3 separate regions of the Mus musculus genome follow, and regions 1 and 3 are each linked to region 2. A link is a contact called in public HiChIP or PLAC-seq and promoter capture Hi-C data. All regions are on one chromosome and are shown on one strand. Each heading gives the region's core, a stretch centred on a gene start, on an enhancer-like site or on the middle of the called end of the contact. The rest is flanking DNA. Distances are from core to core; before and after follow the strand shown. Region 1 overlaps Oprd1 (opioid receptor, delta 1). Region 2 holds the start of Sesn2 (sestrin 2). Region 3 holds the start of Themis2 (thymocyte selection associated family member 2).

Region 1 (2,700 bases), core at 167-2,666, 400 kb after region 2:
CAGACAGACAGACAGACACACACACACACACTCGACAAATCTAAATGTAACTAAAGAAACGTGGTTAGACTATTAGCCTCACCATAAGGAAATTTGAAGATGGTAATTTGCCCAAGACCACACACTTGGGCTGGAGTCAGACTTTCTCCTTCTCCTCTTCTTCCTTCTCGTTCTCCTTCTCCTCCTCTTCCTCCTCCTCTCCTTCCTTCTTCTTTCTTACCTCCTCTTCTCCTTCTCCTCTTCTTCCTCCTCTTCCTCCTCCTTCCTCCCCCTCCTCCTTGCTCCTCCTCCTTCCTCCTCTTCCTCCTTCCTCCCCCTCCTCCTCCTCCTCCTCCCCCTCCTCCTCCTTCTCCTAGCCTAGAAGTTAATGTAGTCAAAGATGACCTTGAACTTCTGCTCCTCCTTGCCTCCATCTCTGGAGTGCTTAGGGTACATGTGCCATCAGGCCCAGGTTTATACAGTACTGAGAATTGAACACAGGGACACTCTATCTGACACTCTGGCGATATTTAAATTATATTGACAGCCCTAGTCCACTGTTTAAATCAATCGATCCACTGGAGCAATTCTAGAAATGGGTGGGGGGTCTGTTGAGTTTACACACAATGACTGCCATTACCGGGTCAGGATAAATTATTACTGCCATTCATGGACATAAAGGCTTACAAAGGACCTGCGAGAGGACACAGAAGGGGACCTCCCAGATGAGGACCAATTCTGGGGTCTTTAAGCATAAGACGGAGTTCACCAAGTAAAGGGACATATTAGACATCAGAATCTCAACCCAGCTAGTCATTTTGAAAGAGGACAAGCAGACAGCGCCCCTTAGCCACACAGACCTCTGATCCCCGTCTTTTGTTTCCCCGGACTCAGATGGTGCAGTGGTATGCATGCTCCAGTTCCCCAGTCCCAGCTGGTACTGGGACACTGTGACCAAGATCTGCGTGTTCCTCTTTGCCTTCGTGGTGCCGATCCTCATCATCACGGTGTGCTATGGCCTCATGCTACTGCGCCTGCGCAGCGTGCGTCTGCTGTCCGGTTCCAAGGAGAAGGACCGCAGCCTGCGGCGCATCACGCGCATGGTGCTGGTGGTGGTGGGCGCCTTCGTGGTGTGCTGGGCGCCCATCCACATCTTCGTCATCGTCTGGACGCTGGTGGACATCAATCGGCGCGACCCACTTGTGGTGGCCGCACTGCACCTGTGCATTGCGCTGGGCTACGCCAACAGCAGCCTCAACCCGGTTCTCTACGCCTTCCTGGACGAGAACTTCAAGCGCTGCTTCCGCCAGCTCTGTCGCACGCCCTGCGGCCGCCAAGAACCCGGCAGTCTCCGTCGTCCCCGCCAGGCCACCACGCGTGAGCGTGTCACTGCCTGCACCCCCTCCGACGGCCCGGGCGGTGGCGCTGCCGCCTGACCTACCCGACCTTCCCCTTAAACGCCCCTCCCAAGTGAAGTGATCCAGAGGCCACACCGAGCTCCCTGGGAGGCTGTGGCCACCACCAGGACAGCTAGAATTGGGCCTGCACAGAGGGGAGGCCTCCTGTGGGGACGGGGCCTGAGGGATCAAAGGCTCCAGGTTGGAACGGTGGGGGTGAGGAAGCAGAGCTGGTGATTCCTAAACTGTATCCATTAGTAAGGCCTCTCCAATGGGACAGAGCCTCCGCCTTGAGATAACATCGGGTTCTGGCCTTTTTGAACACCCAGCTCCAGTCCAAGACCCAAGGATTCCAGCTCCAGGAACCAGGAGGGGCAGTGATGGGGTCGATGATTTGGTTTGGCTGAGAGTCCCAGCATTTGTGTTATGGGGAGGATCTCTCATCTTAGAGAAGATAAGGGGACAGGGCATTCAGGCAAGGCAGCTTGGGGTTTGGTCAGGAGATAAGCGCCCCCTTCCCTTGGGGGGAGGATAAGTGGGGGATGGTCAACGTTGGAGAAGAGTCAAAGTTCTCACCACCTTTCTAACTACTCAGCTAAACTCGTTGAGGCTAGGGCCAACGTGACTTCTCTGTAGAGAGGATACAAGCCGGGCCTGATGGGGCAGGCCTGTGTAATCCCAGTCATAGTGGAGGCTGAGGCTGGAAAATTAAGGACCAACAGCCTGGGCAATTTAGTGTCTCAAAATAAAATGTAAAGAGGGCTGGGAATGTAGCTCAGTGGTAGGGTGTTTGTGTGAGGCTCTGGGATCAATAAGACAAAACAACCAACCAACCAAAAACCTTCCAAACAACAAAACCAACCCTCAAACCAAAAAACTATGTGGGTGTCTCTGAGTCTGGTTTGAAGAGAACCCGCAGCCCTGTATCCCTGTGGGGCTGTGGACAGTGGGCAGAAGCAGAGGCTCCCTGGATCCTGAACAAGGGCCCCAAAAGCAAGTTCTAAAGGGACCCCTGAAACCGAGTAAGCCTTTGTGTCAAGAAGTGGGAGTAGAACCAGAAAGGTGGCTGAGTGATTAAGGGCACGTGACTCTCTTGCAGAGGACATAGGTTCGATTCCCAGCACCCACATAGTGGCTCACAGCCATCTGTAACCCCAGTCGCAGTCAATCTAATGCTTTCCAACAACTGTGGGCACCAGACATGAACATGGTACACATACATACATATATACATACATACAGGTGAAACACTCAGACACATAAAATAAATCTTCTTTTAAAAGTGGTGGCACATGCCTTTAATCCCAGCACCTGGGAGGCAGAG
Region 2 (2,700 bases), core at 194-2,693:
TCCCAAGTGCTGGGACTAAAGGCGTGTGCCACCATGCCCGGCTGAGTCTATGTTTTTAAGGAGAAAGCTGAATCTGATATAGAGTTGTTTAGAAAAGAATTAACCCAAAGGGATATTCAGTGGCCAAGGGTATATTATTAGAAGCACGTTGTGCCAGGTGGCATAAGGTAGAAAGAAAAAAAAAAAGTCTAAATGTAGACACTGCCCTCAACAAGTTTATAATAAAAACTTTCAGATAAGACAAATACACAGAATATGACAACACAAGTTACAGTATGGAAAGTATTAAAACACAGAGAGAAAGGTCCAGCCCGAGTTTAGGGCTCTAAGGAGCATGCAGGTGAACTCCCTTCCCTACAGAAGGCATTAGACCAAGTCAGGAGATCACCTTTGGTATCATAAGCCTAAACTCAAGACTATTTCAGGCAGGAACTGAGAGGATTAATCAGCTCCAGCTCTGTCTAGGACTCCTTAACCAGAATAAAGAGAAACTTGAAACGGGAGAGGCCTGAAGAAAAACCGCGAAGGAGATGAGTAGAAGTGAATGGGTGAATCAAGGGTAAAGTGCTGAGATCTGGATGGAAGAGGTGAGTGTAGGGAAGTCATGAGAGTGAATGTCTAGAGAAAAAGAGGGCTAAAAACAGAAACTAGGAGAGCACCCACGTTTAGGGAGTGGATGGAAAAAGAGGAGTCAGAGAGGAGTGGCCAGAGGGAGAAGTGAGAAATAGATCAAGCCAAACACCTAAGTTACAAAGTTTCCATGAGTGCCTGGAGGGTGGAAGGCGGTGTGAAGGCACCCAAGGCAGGACAGAAGAGGGGAAATTGTAGCAATGAGGATTGAGATTAAATTTGAGATTGTCAAGGGTATTTCAGTGAGGGCTTTTCCAGAGACTCCACAAATAAGGTGATTTCCTTGGTTTAGTGTTTCTGAAGGTGCAGATCCCTCAGGGCCTGAGGGGACAGGGTGGTGGCTCTTGGCTTCAAATTTGTGGGTTTTGATCTATAATTAGAAGAACTGGATGTGTGTGGTTAGAACTCTCTGCAGACCTAACCAGTCCCTCCAGGAACTGGAAAGCTGAAGAACTTACTCAGAAGGGATTTCACACCTGGCTGTCTGGCCCAGCCCCGTGAAGTCCCGTTTCATCACGCAGCCCTAATGACTCCTTGGGCTGTCACTCTCATCTGGTATTGCCAGAGACCTGACTAACGCCTTCATGCAAAAGTTTGCAGCATCTGTGCGAGGCCAACTACAGCTCCCAGAGTTCCCAGGCGCTTGTCGATGCTGATTGGACGGAAGGTTGGCTCCGGAGGGAGGTGTCGGCTCCGCCTCCCCGAGAAACAGGCATCTGATTGGCTGCGCCGTGGGACTTTTGTGTCCCCGCCCTCCCCCAGGGACCGCAGCGGGCTGACAGAGCCGGGCGAGCGCTGGCAGTTCCGTGGTGGGGATGGTGAGGAGCGCCGGCTTCCCGAGCAGCGCTGGCCACTGCGGACTTCCGAGGCACTCCGGGCCGTGAAAACCTCTGCGCCGCGGCCAATCTCAGGCCTCCGAGGCCGGCCGCAGTTTTCCAAGCTGGGCTGAAAGGAGTGTCTATCGCCGTAGCGCCGGTTCTCCTAATCCCGAGAGACAGCCCGGGGATCTCGAGCTTCCCCGGCGACCCCTAGTCCCGGCCTCCTGTGCGCGCCCGACCTAGACCCCTCGGGTGTCCCAGGCGCGGACGAGCCGCGGCCGGGTCCTGGCGTACACCATGATCGTAGCGGACTCCGAGTGCCATTCCGAGATCAAGGGCTACCTGCCGTTCACCAGGGGTGGTGTGGCCGGCCCCGAGACCCGAGAGGTAAGCAACAGCCGGGCGAACCCGCTCTCCTCCAGCCACCGCCGAGCTTCGGGCAGACCCGGTCTAAGTCTGGTGCGCTCCCCCCGGGCTTAGGGTCTGAGAGCACGTAAGCTAGGGCTAGGGTTGCATCAACTGCAGCCTCCGCTCTCCCTTCCCCTCCCCACTGCCCTCTCTCTCTTTACCCTCCCCACTACCACCCTGGGAGGGAGGGGGATGCGGAGCCCTCCCTGGCTCCTTCGGACTCCTGGCCAATGAGAGGGGACGCCTTCTCGTGGCTCTTTGGGTTTGTTCTCTGCTAAAGCGAGCGTCTTCAAGTCCAGGCAAATCCCGGCCGGAGAGACCCGACCACTCCTCCTCCCCGCCCCCTTCCGCAGAATCCCTTCCTCTCGGTGGGGGCAGGCGGGCTGGGAGCTCTTTCTAGGATCGGTTTCTGGTCCTGTCGCTCAGCGAAGGGAGTAAACCACCTGGGACTGACCAGGGAAGGTCGATTCCCTTTTTCAGTCCTTACCTGCACCCCCGATCTGGAGACTGGTCCGAGTGCTTTATGGGTCTGGCTGGCGGCCTGATCCTCGGCGGCGGCAGCCTGAGAGAGCTAGGGGAGAAAGCGGATAACCCTTGGTCCCTTGATAGATTGCTTCCTATTAAATTGTTCTGGGGTCCTCAAAGTTTGTTTTGCTGTCTCCTCAGAGCGTAGAGAGACTTCACAGGGAGACAAGGTATAATGCCAGTATAAAGCCCCCGTCTCCCTCCCAGCAGTCTCGATAGTGGACATAGTCTATGTCGTGTATGGAGCACCTACTAGATGCCAGGATATAGGTTTTGTCTGACAAAGACAGCAAATACAAAACGTATTTTAACCCCATTT
Region 3 (2,700 bases), core at 146-2,645, 290 kb before region 2:
TGTGGAAGAGGCATCTGGGGGCACATCTCAGCTGGGGAAGTGGGATCGTTTTTATCTGTTCAACATCTTCATGGTCTGAGGTAGTTAAATGGTACATGCCTGTTATTCCAGAACCTGGCAGGAGGAGGCATCAAGAGCATCAGGAGTCTAAGGAAGCCATTCTCAGCTACACAGTGGATTATGTGAAATCCTGCCTCAAAAACCCAAAACAAGGCAGAGGATGCAGCTCACTTAGTAGAGTGTTTGCTTTGAATCCATGAAGCCCTAGGTTTAGTCCTCAGCATCTAATAAAGTGTGTGTGACCACACTCATTTTAGATGGTGGAAGAAGGAAGATCAGAAGTTCAAGGTCATCTTCAGCTACACAGTAATTTAAGTACAATTTGTGCTAAGGGATACTCTCTCTGTCTGTCTCTGTCTCGGGTCTGTCTCTATGTCTCTGTGTCTGTGTCTGTGTCTCTGTGTCTCTGTGTCTTTGTCTCTCTGTGTCTCTGTCTCTCTCTCTGTCTCTCTCTCTCTCTCACACACACACACACACATACATACACACACACACACACACACACACACACACACACACACACACACACCAGACCTCTGGGTATCAAATTATCAAGTCTTGCCAGGTGTAACTGCACACGCCTTTAATCCCAGCACTCAGGAGGCAGAGGCAGGCGGATTTCTGACTTCGAGGCCAGCCTGGTCTACAAAGTGAGTTCCAGGACAGCCAGGGCTATACAGAGAAACCCTGTCTCAAAAAAAAAAAAAAAAAAAATTATCAAGTCTTGATGTTAGATCTGTTCGATGGAGCCAAGTAAAGAAAGGTGTGGGAATTGTCCTGGTTGTTCTTTGGTCAATTTGACCCAAGTTAGAATTATCTGGGAACCTCTGTTGAGAAATGCCTCCATCAGACTGCTTGTAGGCAAGCCTGTAGTGCATTTTCTCCACTTATGATTGGTGTGGGTGGGCCCAGCCCATAGGGTGTAGGTAGTGCCAACCCTGGGCAGGTGGTCCTGAGTTGTGTAAGAAAGCAAACTGAGCAAACCAGTAAGCTGTGTTTCTTTATGGCTTGTACCAGTCCCAGTCCCTTTATCTCTCTCTATCTGTCCGGAGTTTCTGTTCTGACTAACCTCTGTGATCCCAGAGTTGTAAGATAATAAACCCTTCCCTCCCCAAGTTGCTTTTGGTCATGGTGTTTTATCACATTAGAAACCTTAAGAAAAGATTCAATTTTAGAGATGAAGAGACAGGTCAGGGGAAATAAAGTCCCCATTCAAGAGTTCGGGGCGCTTCAGAGAACCCTGTAGGGCTCCCGACCTGAGGGGCGTGGCCTCGGTGGGCGTGGCTTCCGGACTGTCCTCTGCAAGCTGCCGATCAGTCTGAGCAAATCTAGTCGGAACGCGACCATGGAGCCGGTGCCGCTGCAGGACTTTGTGAGCGGCCTGGACCCCACCTCCCTTCCGCGCGTGCTGCGGGTCTGCTCCGGAGTCTACTTTGAGGGTGAGCGGGCTCTGGGTGGAAGGAGCTAGGTATGATGGGTCATGCCTGTAATGCCAACACTGGGGAGCTGTGGCGGGAGGATGAGTTCGAAGCTAGCCTGTTCTATAAAGTGATTGCAGGTCAGTTTGGGCTACAGAGTTAGACCCTGAGGGATCTGGGGTTGAGTTCAGACGCTGCTGTCCGAAGTTTTATGAATCCGCACCAAAAGGCGCCACCTCCCTGCTCTTCAGCTTTTGTCCCATGGGTGATGAGAAGTCCTGAGTTTAACTCAGGCTTTTTCTCAACTGAGGCTCCTCGGTAATGCTAACAGAAATTGTGTGGCAGCTAGGCAGGAGCGATCTGAACAGCCTAGGAAATCCTGTCTCAAGCAACAAGAACAATTATAACAATAAATGGACAAATAAGTGGGGATAACTCGTCCATCGTTTCAGACAGGCACTAGGGTGCTCACTGTCGTTATTGGGGTTGTTCTGAGAGGACCTTGTTTTGTAGCCCAGGCTGGCCTTAAGTTTGCAGCGATCCGTCTGCCTCTGCCTGAATTTGCCATGCCTGGTTCACTGTTCATTTTTCTTTCTTGCTCCCTCCCTCCGTTCTCTTTTATTATCTTCTTTCCCTTTCTGCAAGGATCCAACCCAGGACCCTGAGCTCTCACCACTAAGATATATTCCAGTTCGTTATTTTAGCACCAGATCAGCCCTCCCGCTGAACTCTCTGCTCCTTGCCTCTGAGTCTCTCTGTTCCTCTGCTGGATTCTCAGATGGAGTGGTCCTCCTACCAGGGGGATCCTTCCCCGCTTTTTGCCTGTACATTTGCTCCTTGCCCATGGCTTTCCGCAACCCATAGCAGAGAAGAGATGGCCATATCAGGACACAGCCACCAGTTACTGGCCAAATAACATGTGACCAGGGACTGACCACTTGGGTAAGGGAGGGAAGAAAAGGGACCGACCGGGCTGCTCTGTGGAGGGCAGAGGCGAGAGTGGAGGGAGATGCTGAGATTCAGGGCTCCTCCCTCAGACAGCAAGCTGTCTCATGGATGCCTGCTTCATTCTACTCCCTGGAGTGAGCGAGCCAGGCTCTGCCACAGCAGCTGCCAGCAAAGTGTTCTGATGGCCAAGCGGGTTATAGACTGACCTAGGAGGATCACACAAGGGCCACCACAGTGAGTCTCTCTGGTCCATCGGAATCTGATGGGTCCCTGA

What was found. HiChIP or PLAC-seq counts read pairs in DNA pulled down with a chosen protein or histone mark. Capture Hi-C pulls out chosen DNA fragments and counts their contacts.
Region 1: an H3K27ac HiChIP or PLAC-seq map of differentiating embryonic stem cells shows a contact between it and region 2, with 2.7 times the contacts expected there. The contact joins the enhancer-like site here to the promoter of Sesn2 in region 2. A contact is called at or near these places in 6 of 115 datasets of contacts at active chromatin or transcription factors (T-cell acute lymphoblastic leukemia, bone marrow-derived macrophages, differentiating embryonic stem cells and 3 more).
Region 3: a contact with region 2 is called in a promoter capture Hi-C map of liver. The contact joins the promoter of Themis2 here to the promoter of Sesn2 in region 2. A contact is called at or near these places in 4 of 115 datasets of contacts at active chromatin or transcription factors (the 230-238 cell line, bone marrow-derived macrophages, embryonic stem cells and 1 more) and 2 of 9 other capture datasets (adipose tissue and liver).

Annotation. Positions count from the first base shown.
Region 1 is chr4:132,112,242-132,114,941 of GRCm38.p6, reverse strand. It overlaps Oprd1 (opioid receptor, delta 1), which reads left to right. Exons shown (of 3, transcript NM_013622.3): 3 at 874-2,700. The coding sequence ends at 1,415. Among named protein-coding and RNA genes, the nearest start is that of n-TAcgc3, 12 kb to the left of the region's middle. Within about 2 kb of position 1,416, at least 19 of the 459 cell types and tissues checked have an H3K27ac peak or open chromatin away from gene starts, as enhancers often do. A contact at or near this core is called in differentiating embryonic stem cells, where this site is marked.
Region 2 is chr4:132,509,199-132,511,898 of GRCm38.p6, reverse strand. Sesn2 (sestrin 2) reads left to right here and starts at 1,443. Exons shown (of 10, transcript NM_144907.1): 1 at 1,443-1,835. The coding sequence starts at 1,746.
Region 3 is chr4:132,795,059-132,797,758 of GRCm38.p6, reverse strand. It overlaps Themis2 (thymocyte selection associated family member 2), which reads left to right and starts at 1,395. Exons shown (of 6, transcript NM_001033308.2): 1 at 1,395-1,499. The coding sequence starts at 1,406.